Regions from separate parts of the Ovis aries genome. Here region 1 is linked to region 2. The links are chromatin contacts, called in public Hi-C maps. All regions are on one chromosome and are shown on one strand. Each heading gives the region's core, a stretch centred on a gene start, on an enhancer-like site or on the middle of the called end of the contact. The rest is flanking DNA. Distances are from core to core; before and after follow the strand shown. Region 1 has its middle 47 kb from the start of TRIM67. Region 2 holds the start of FAM89A (family with sequence similarity 89 member A).

Region 1 (3,916 bases), core at 945-3,444, 87 kb after region 2:
CTGCACAACCAAGCAGTGATTTTTAAGAACTCATCCTAAAACCATTGTGAATCTCTTGAAATCTGGGCTCTGTTCCCCTGCTCCTTCTCTGTCTGCTGAAATCCCAGTTATTTTCACCACCAGGTCTAATGCCGTCTTTTTTTCATTGGAACCTGCCTGCTCCCCCTTGCCTTGGGAGTACCATATTATTCAGCACTCTCTGTCTTGAATGAGCTATTCACCTGCATTTCCCCACACAAAGTGGACCACAGTGGTAGGTTGCACAGGAGCCACTACCTCATTCATCCTCGTATTCCCCACTGGCTTAAGTAGGTTCTTGCATGGTAAGCATTTGTTGAATTTCAAAATACCTGAAATCAACAACAGTAACAAGCAACCCAATTTTAAAATGCGCAAGGACTTGAAAAGGCATTTTTCCAAAGAAGAAATACATGTGTTTCAGTAAACACATGAAAAGATGCTCAACATTATTAGACATCAGGGAAATACAAATCAAAACCACAATGAGGTATCATCTCACACCCTTTATGATGGCTTTGATCAAAAATTTAAAAAAAAAAACCAACCTGGAAAAAAGTAGTGTTGGAGATGATGTGGAGAAACTTGAACCCTTGCATGTTGGTAGGAATGTAAAATATTGTAGTTTCTTTGGAAAACGGTATGAAGAATCTTCAAAATATTAAGCATAGAACTACCTTATGAGCTAATAATTCCATTCCTAGATATATACCCCAAAAAGTTGTAAGCAAGAACTCAAACAGATATTTGTATATCTTTCTTCATGACAGCATTATTCACAATAGTCAAAAGGTAAGAACTACTCTCATGCCCATTGACAGGTGAATAGATAAACAAAATGTGGTGCTGATACATCCTTACAATGGAGTATTATTCAGCCATAAAATGGAAAGGAATTCTGACACATGCTACCCTGAGGACATTACACTATGTGATATAAGCCAGTCATAAAAAGACAAAATACAAATACGTGAAATATCTACAGTAGTCATATGTAAAGAGAGAAAATGTAGAATTGTTGCTGCCAGAATTTGGGAGGAAGAGGGAATGGGGGATTAGTGTTTAATGGATACAGTTTCAATTTGGGATGATGAGAAAGTTCTGGGAATAGAGAGTGGTGATGGTTTCAGAACAATATGGATGGATGTACTTAACACCTCTAAATTATATACTTACAAGTGATTAAAATACAACTGATCATATTAAAAGTGATTAAAATCTGACTCTGAATTCCAAGCTTTTTCTGCTGCTTCTCTCAGCATCAATCAATTACCTTTTGGTGAGTGTAAAAAACATCCCCAAGCCACAGCCTCACACATGTCATTTGCCAGGAGGGTTCCTGCAAATCTACATGACCCTCCTGTTATCAGTGAGTGGCACACAGGAGAACATATTCCCCCCAGGGAGCTATGTTGGTTTTTTTTAAGGCGTTCCTGGGGTTGCCAACTTTTATGGACTGAATGCTTGAGTCCCCCAAAATTCATATGTTCATGCCCTAACGTGCAGTGTGGCTATATTTGGAGATGGGACCTCCTAGTAAGAAACTACGGTTAAATGAGGCCATAAGGGCGGGGCCCTAGTCCAAAGGGATTAATGCCCTGGTAAGAACACCATTGTCTTGCTCCCTCACTTTCTCAGCACGTGCACAAAGAATAGGTCATGTGAGCTCATGGTGAAATGGCAACCGCCTCCACACCAAGAGAAGAAGCCTCAAAATGAACCCACGTTGATCTTGGACTTCCTGGCTCTAGAACTGTGAGAGACAAATGTCTGTTGGTGAAACCCCTCAGTCTACAGCACTTTGTCATGGCTGCTCCATCTACTAATAAAAGCAACGTGACCAAAAAGAACATTCTCTGTCCAGTGCTCCTGGAAAACATACCCAAGAAAATCTCATGAGAAAAGATTTCTCTTGGCCTCTCTTGATGACCTCTATTCTTCTTGTAGGGAGATTACCTCTAACGCTGGCCAAGACTTCAGGCTCAGGCATCACAACACCAAAGCCCTCCTCCAGCAGAAAGATAAACAACTAGATCCCTGAACTTTGATCTAGGCAATTCTGCCTCTCCTAATTACCTCACCTCTGCTTCACCTGAGTATTTCTGGCCTGCCAGCACAACCTTGGCTGAGAAGCACCAGGCTTGGCTACTGCCAGCATGGCTCTCATATGAGAGGCAGCATCTCCAGTCCAGTGGGTGCCACCCAACACCCACGTGCTGTGAGCAGAGTCTGGGTAGCCTCAGCTGTCATCGGCACATGCTAGCGTTCCTCAACATGGAATTCTCCCTTGAGACTGAGACATGGGCATTATTGTCTGGATCTTAAAGGAAAATCTTTCAGTCTTTCACTATTGAGTACTAAGTTAGCCATGGGCTTTTCACATTTGACCATTGTTATGTTGACATAGTTTCTTTATATTCCTAGTTTGCTGAATGTTTTCAATACACAAAAGGGTATTTGAATTTTATCAAACACTTTTTCCTCATCCAGTGAGATGATCATGTGCTTTTCCCCCCTTCATTCTATTAATGTGGTATATTGATTGACTTCTGTATGTTGAACAGTTCCTGCATTCCAGGAAGAAATTCCAATTCGTTTTAGGGTATAATCCTTTCAATGTGTTGTTGAACTCTGATTATTAGTGTTGAAACTTCCCCAACTTTTACAGAGGAGGAAATTAAACTCTGAAGAGGTGAGACAATTTCTCCGTAGCTACTCATTTAGTAGGTGTTTAGAGTTGGGGTTTAAACCTCAGCCTTTTTGATTCCAGAATCCATGACATATTCACTATGCCAGACCACCTCTTATTCCATAGCAAGGTCAAGAAGGGAAAATGCGGGCTACCTAACATGAGCTCTGTAACTTTATACACAAAAGAGATTTAGCCATTGCTAAACCTCAATTTGTATATCTGTAATATGTGAATGATGATGTCCACTTTCCAGGTGTATTTTCAATGTTTAGATGAAGATAAAAGATGTAACACTCCCAGAACAGCCTGAGCTTTTTATTAATGGTAGCATGGATGGCCTTTTGCCCCCTAGTTTGGTCTCCTGTCTTAAACACAGCTTGCTTCCCAACCTTAGACAGAGGCTCCACATGCAGCCTTTGGCCCAATTACCAATTTTGTTTCTTTGCTATAAATATTCTAGAAGCATTAAAACCATCAGTGAGTTGTCCTATGACTTTATATTTCTGACCCATAAGGAATTTTCATTCCCCTTGCGACTCATCTGTTCCTTTCTGCACCTGCTGCTGCTAAGTCACTTCAGTCGTGTCCGACTCTGTGTGACTCCATAGACGGCAGCCCACCAGGCTCCCCCCTCCCTGGGATTCTGTAGGCAAGAACACTGGAGTGGGTTGCCATTTCCTTCTCCAATGCATGAAAGTGAAAACTGAAAGTGAAGTCACTGAGTGGTGTCCAACTCTCAGCGACCCCATGGACTGCAGCCCACTAGGCTCCTCCATCCATGGGAGTTTCCAGGCAAGAGTGCTGGAGTGGGGTGCCATTGCCTTCTGCATGTTTGCTGCTGCTGCTGCTAAGTCGCTCCAGTCGTGTCTGACTCTGTGCGACGCCATAGACGGCAGCCCACCAGGCTCTGCCATCCCTGGGAGTCTCCAGGCGAGAACACTGGCTTCTAAATACCTTGGGACACTGACATTTCAAATATCCTTGTCTTTTAGCTCTTCTTCATGTCCTGAATTCTTTTTCTTCGTTTTCTTCTTTTTTTAGGATGTGACCAAAGCATTGCTGGTGGAGATACCTAGCAATTTTTGGAGTGTTTTCTCCCATTTTTCACAATAGCTCCAGGCAGGTCATTTTTGGACCCAGCATGCCGACAGAGTAACTAGTATTTGTAGTGGTGATGAAATTTTTCCAAATGCCCTACAGGAAAAA
Region 2 (3,587 bases), core at 933-3,432:
ACACAGACTACTGGGCAGATGATTCAAGCACAAACTCTCACCTCTAATCTTGCAAGCCTCCACCCCCACCCCCATGGGAGCCTCAGTTTGAAGCGACCACTCAGACCCCACTGCCCTAGTGGGGCAAAAAAAAGGCAAAAAAACCCAGAGCACTCCTAAAGACTTTGTGACATTCCTTGAAAGGGACTTGTTAAGGCCTGTAGCCATGTTTTGTCTTTATCTCAGCTAAATATCAGACGGCTGTTTATTTTTCTTGTGTTTCCGATAGGCTGAGAAAGAGCTCTGGTCCAGGGCATAATTAGAAGGAGGCTGTGACTGTAGTTTGGTTGCACCAGGAGGGACCTGGAAAAACACTTTCAGGAACAGCATGGTTACTTGGGAGTGTGCAAGACTCCAGAGCATGTTTATAAACCAGAGAGAGCTTCACAAGGGGAGTGGCCTGAGGTTTTCCTGTCTCTGGTCCCGTAAATTAACCAGGATGAGTCTTCCTATTTCACCCTCTTTATTTTTGCTGCATCCAAGTTCAGACTAGACATACTGGGTGCAAGCTTATCTAATGAAAACACAGCTTTCCAGCTGTGCAATGCTGGTGTTGATTAATGCTGATTAATTAATAAAAACAGTTGGCTTGAAATTTAAGTCATTCTGTAAGAAGCTTAGAAAATCTTCTCAGGGAGAACTGGAAATCACTTCAACGGCAGCCACAGAGTGGGAAGACAATACTGAATTGCTTAAAAGGTGTTAACGCTGTTTCTAGATTTAATTCTTACTTTTCAGGACAGATATTTTCCCGAAAGAAATGCATAAATTGAGTTTTTCTAAATAATATCTTAATACACTAAAAGCATATTTAAAGGATTCCTATAATAAATTTAGGTGCCAATTTATTTTGGGGGACAAAAAAATTTTTCATATATTAGATTTCCTTAATAAAGTATTTACCTGTGCCAGGAGAGGGGGGACTCTGCATTAGGTAAAAGGAAAGGGCAAATTCTAAACAGAGAGAGTGGCCAAGAAAGGTGATCAGAGGCCTGCAGGAGCGTTAGACGGAAGTTTTTCTGTTGTCTTCTGAGCTGGCCTAAGCTTGGAGAAAGCTGGAGACCCCTGAGCTGCTTTTGGCTTCTCCTTAACTCATTAGTCCTAGTCCACGAACAACTAACATACTTCCCAACCACCGAGAAAAACCAAACCCCATTGTTTGCAGCCCAGGCACAACCTGAAGAACCCACATGGACTTCACCCACACGGCGAAGACGCCACCGCCCCAGTCCTCTCTAGCGGGACTGGGGAACCGGCCACCACGCGGAGACTATCAGGGTGAGCGGCCACTTTCCCGGCATCTGCCGGCAGGAGCCGCTCCGCTGTAATCCGATTCTGCACGCGCCCTGGACGAGGGGGAGGGGGCGAGAGCTGTTCCAATCCGCAGTCTACACTCGCTCGGACAAAAAGCTGTCCTCTTCAGGGCAGGAAAACACAATTGCACACAGCTCTTAACCCCGCGGGGGCAGTGAAGGCCGCCCCCCCCCGACCCCGGGAGATCTGCTGCCCCCTGGGGAGGGGTGACCAGCCGCCCCCGGCCCGAGGCCAAGCGCCAGCCCCACGCCGCGCCTCCTGGGTCTCTGAGCCTGCTGGGGCCGGACGAGCAGCGCCGGGTCTCCAGAAAGCTGCCTTCTGGAAGGGGTACCTCCCTGGGCGAGGGTCCAGTAGTGGGCACAGAGAGGACAAGCAAAACGGGGTAGCTGAGAGGCCAGTGTCCCTGTACTCGTCGGCGCCTGGGGCCAAAGAGCCTGAGACGGGCGGGTGGCGCGGGGACTTCCGGCGAACTTTCCCAGAAGGGCGAGCCCAGCTGGGAAGGACCCCCGCTCCGGCCCGCGGACCTCCCTTACCATCTCCTTGCGCAACAGGGCCAGCGCGGCGTCCAGGTTGGGGGGCTTGGCGGGCAGCGCCGCCGCCCTAGCCCCGCCGCCTCCCGCGCTCCCGCGGCTCAGCTCGTCCTGGATGCGCGACTTCTGCGCGTACAACCTCTCCAGGTGCCTCCAACCCCCCGACGCGCCGCCGCCCGACGCCGAGTGCAGCAGCCCGCTCAGGCTCTTGGGCAGCGGAGGCAGCCCGTCCACCCGCAGCCCGCGCACGGAGCCAGCAGCCCCGGCTCCGCTCATCCCGTCCGGCCTGACCGCGCGCTCCCGGGTCCGCAGCCGCCGCCGCTGCCTGGGGCCCTTGCTCCCCAGCCCGCCCCCTTTCCGGGGGTGCTCCGCCCACTTCCCCTCCCCACCTCGCTGCCCCGCCCCTCTCCGCGCCTCCGCCCCCGCGCCCCGCCCCCTGCCCGTGCCCCCTCCCTGCGTCCCTGCCCCGCCCCCTGCCCGTGCCCCCTCCCTGAGTCCCCGCCCCGCGCCCGCGCCCTCTTGACGCCCCGCCTCCCCCGCTTTCCTGCGGCCCCGCCCACTTAGCCTCCACCCCTGCGCCCATCCTCGGGCCGGTCCCTGGCTCACCTTTAGCACCTCCTGGGACTCTCGCCTGCCGGCCCTCCTCGTGGAGTCGAGCCCTGCCCTGGCTGCCCGACTCCAGGCAAGGTGGGCTCCGCCACTAGACTCCAAAGCTGCTTGTAATTACTGATAGGCGAGGGTCACCTCAGATGCCATCCGACGAGGCCAGTTGGTGCGGCGAATCGGGGTATAAAGGCTCCCCGTCGGGGCAGGCAGGACGTCAGGGAGGTTTGGTAGTGCTGGGATCGCGCCCGCGGTCAGGGTCCTTAGAGGCGGCGTGGTCGCAGCCGGCGGGGTCCGCGGAGACCGGGGGAAGGAGGCGGGGCTCTGGCCAGAGGAACCCACCGCACCCCACCCCCGCCCCCGCCCGTCCCCGAGGGCTGAATCTAGACCGCCTCCTGCTAAGTGTGACTTCCTGCCGGGAGAGCTGGGGCCCCCAGGCTCGGGCTAGTCACTAGTTCACTCGATGGCCCACAGGCCTTTTCTGTAAACGACGTCCATACCTTTGTCCGTACCGACAGTAGCCAAAAGGAGCGCCGAGTCAAGAAGAGCTTGGCCAAGAGGAGCCAAGAGTCATCTTTGGAAACCTCAAAATGCGACCAAACATGTCCTTCAACCTGGTTGTGAACACAAGAGTAGTTCTCAATGGAAATGTTAGGAGAGTGAAGAAAAGGATTATATTTCAGAAACTATTCTTCAACTCTGAGGCAAAAATAAATACGATTCACATCTCAGAGAGGGAGAGAAAGAAAGAAGGCTCTGTCTTTTGGAGGACGAATAAAAACGACAGATGTTACAACCAGATTAGAGACAGTAAAGATAAGAGGTTAAGATCGATTTGCAGAGACAGCCTCACTGCAGATTAAAAACTAATGCCGTATATAGAGAATGGATACATTATAATGCCTACTGTTGGCTTTCGTTATAAAAGGGACTTAATTGTTCTAAATGCATTCAACGGGATCACAATTATAAAGTGTTCTGAACACTCTCAGACATTAAAGAGCCCTGCAATTTGGGGGGGTTTTCCCCTTTTATCTACCATTCCCTATAGACTCCTCTCCAGAATCAATCTGCAACACTGGCAGACGTCCTTGATACACC

The links. Hi-C and Micro-C count contacts between places; a contact is called where the count stands out from the background.
Region 1: a contact with region 2 is called in a Hi-C map of liver, with 3 times the contacts expected there. The contact joins the enhancer-like site here to the promoter of FAM89A in region 2. A contact is called at or near these places in 2 of 16 Hi-C or Micro-C datasets (both in liver).

The regions. Positions count from the first base shown.
Region 1 is chr25:3,265,682-3,269,597 of ARS-UI_Ramb_v3.0, forward strand. No RefSeq gene overlaps it. Among named protein-coding and RNA genes, the nearest start is that of TRIM67, 47 kb to the right of the region's middle. Within about 2 kb of position 2,195, at least 1 of the 54 cell types and tissues checked has an H3K27ac peak or open chromatin away from gene starts, as enhancers often do. A contact at or near this core is called in liver, where this site is marked.
Region 2 is chr25:3,179,071-3,182,657 of ARS-UI_Ramb_v3.0, forward strand. It overlaps FAM89A (family with sequence similarity 89 member A), which reads right to left and starts at 2,183. Exons shown (of 2, transcript XM_004021350.3): 1 at 1,887-2,183. The coding sequence starts at 2,159.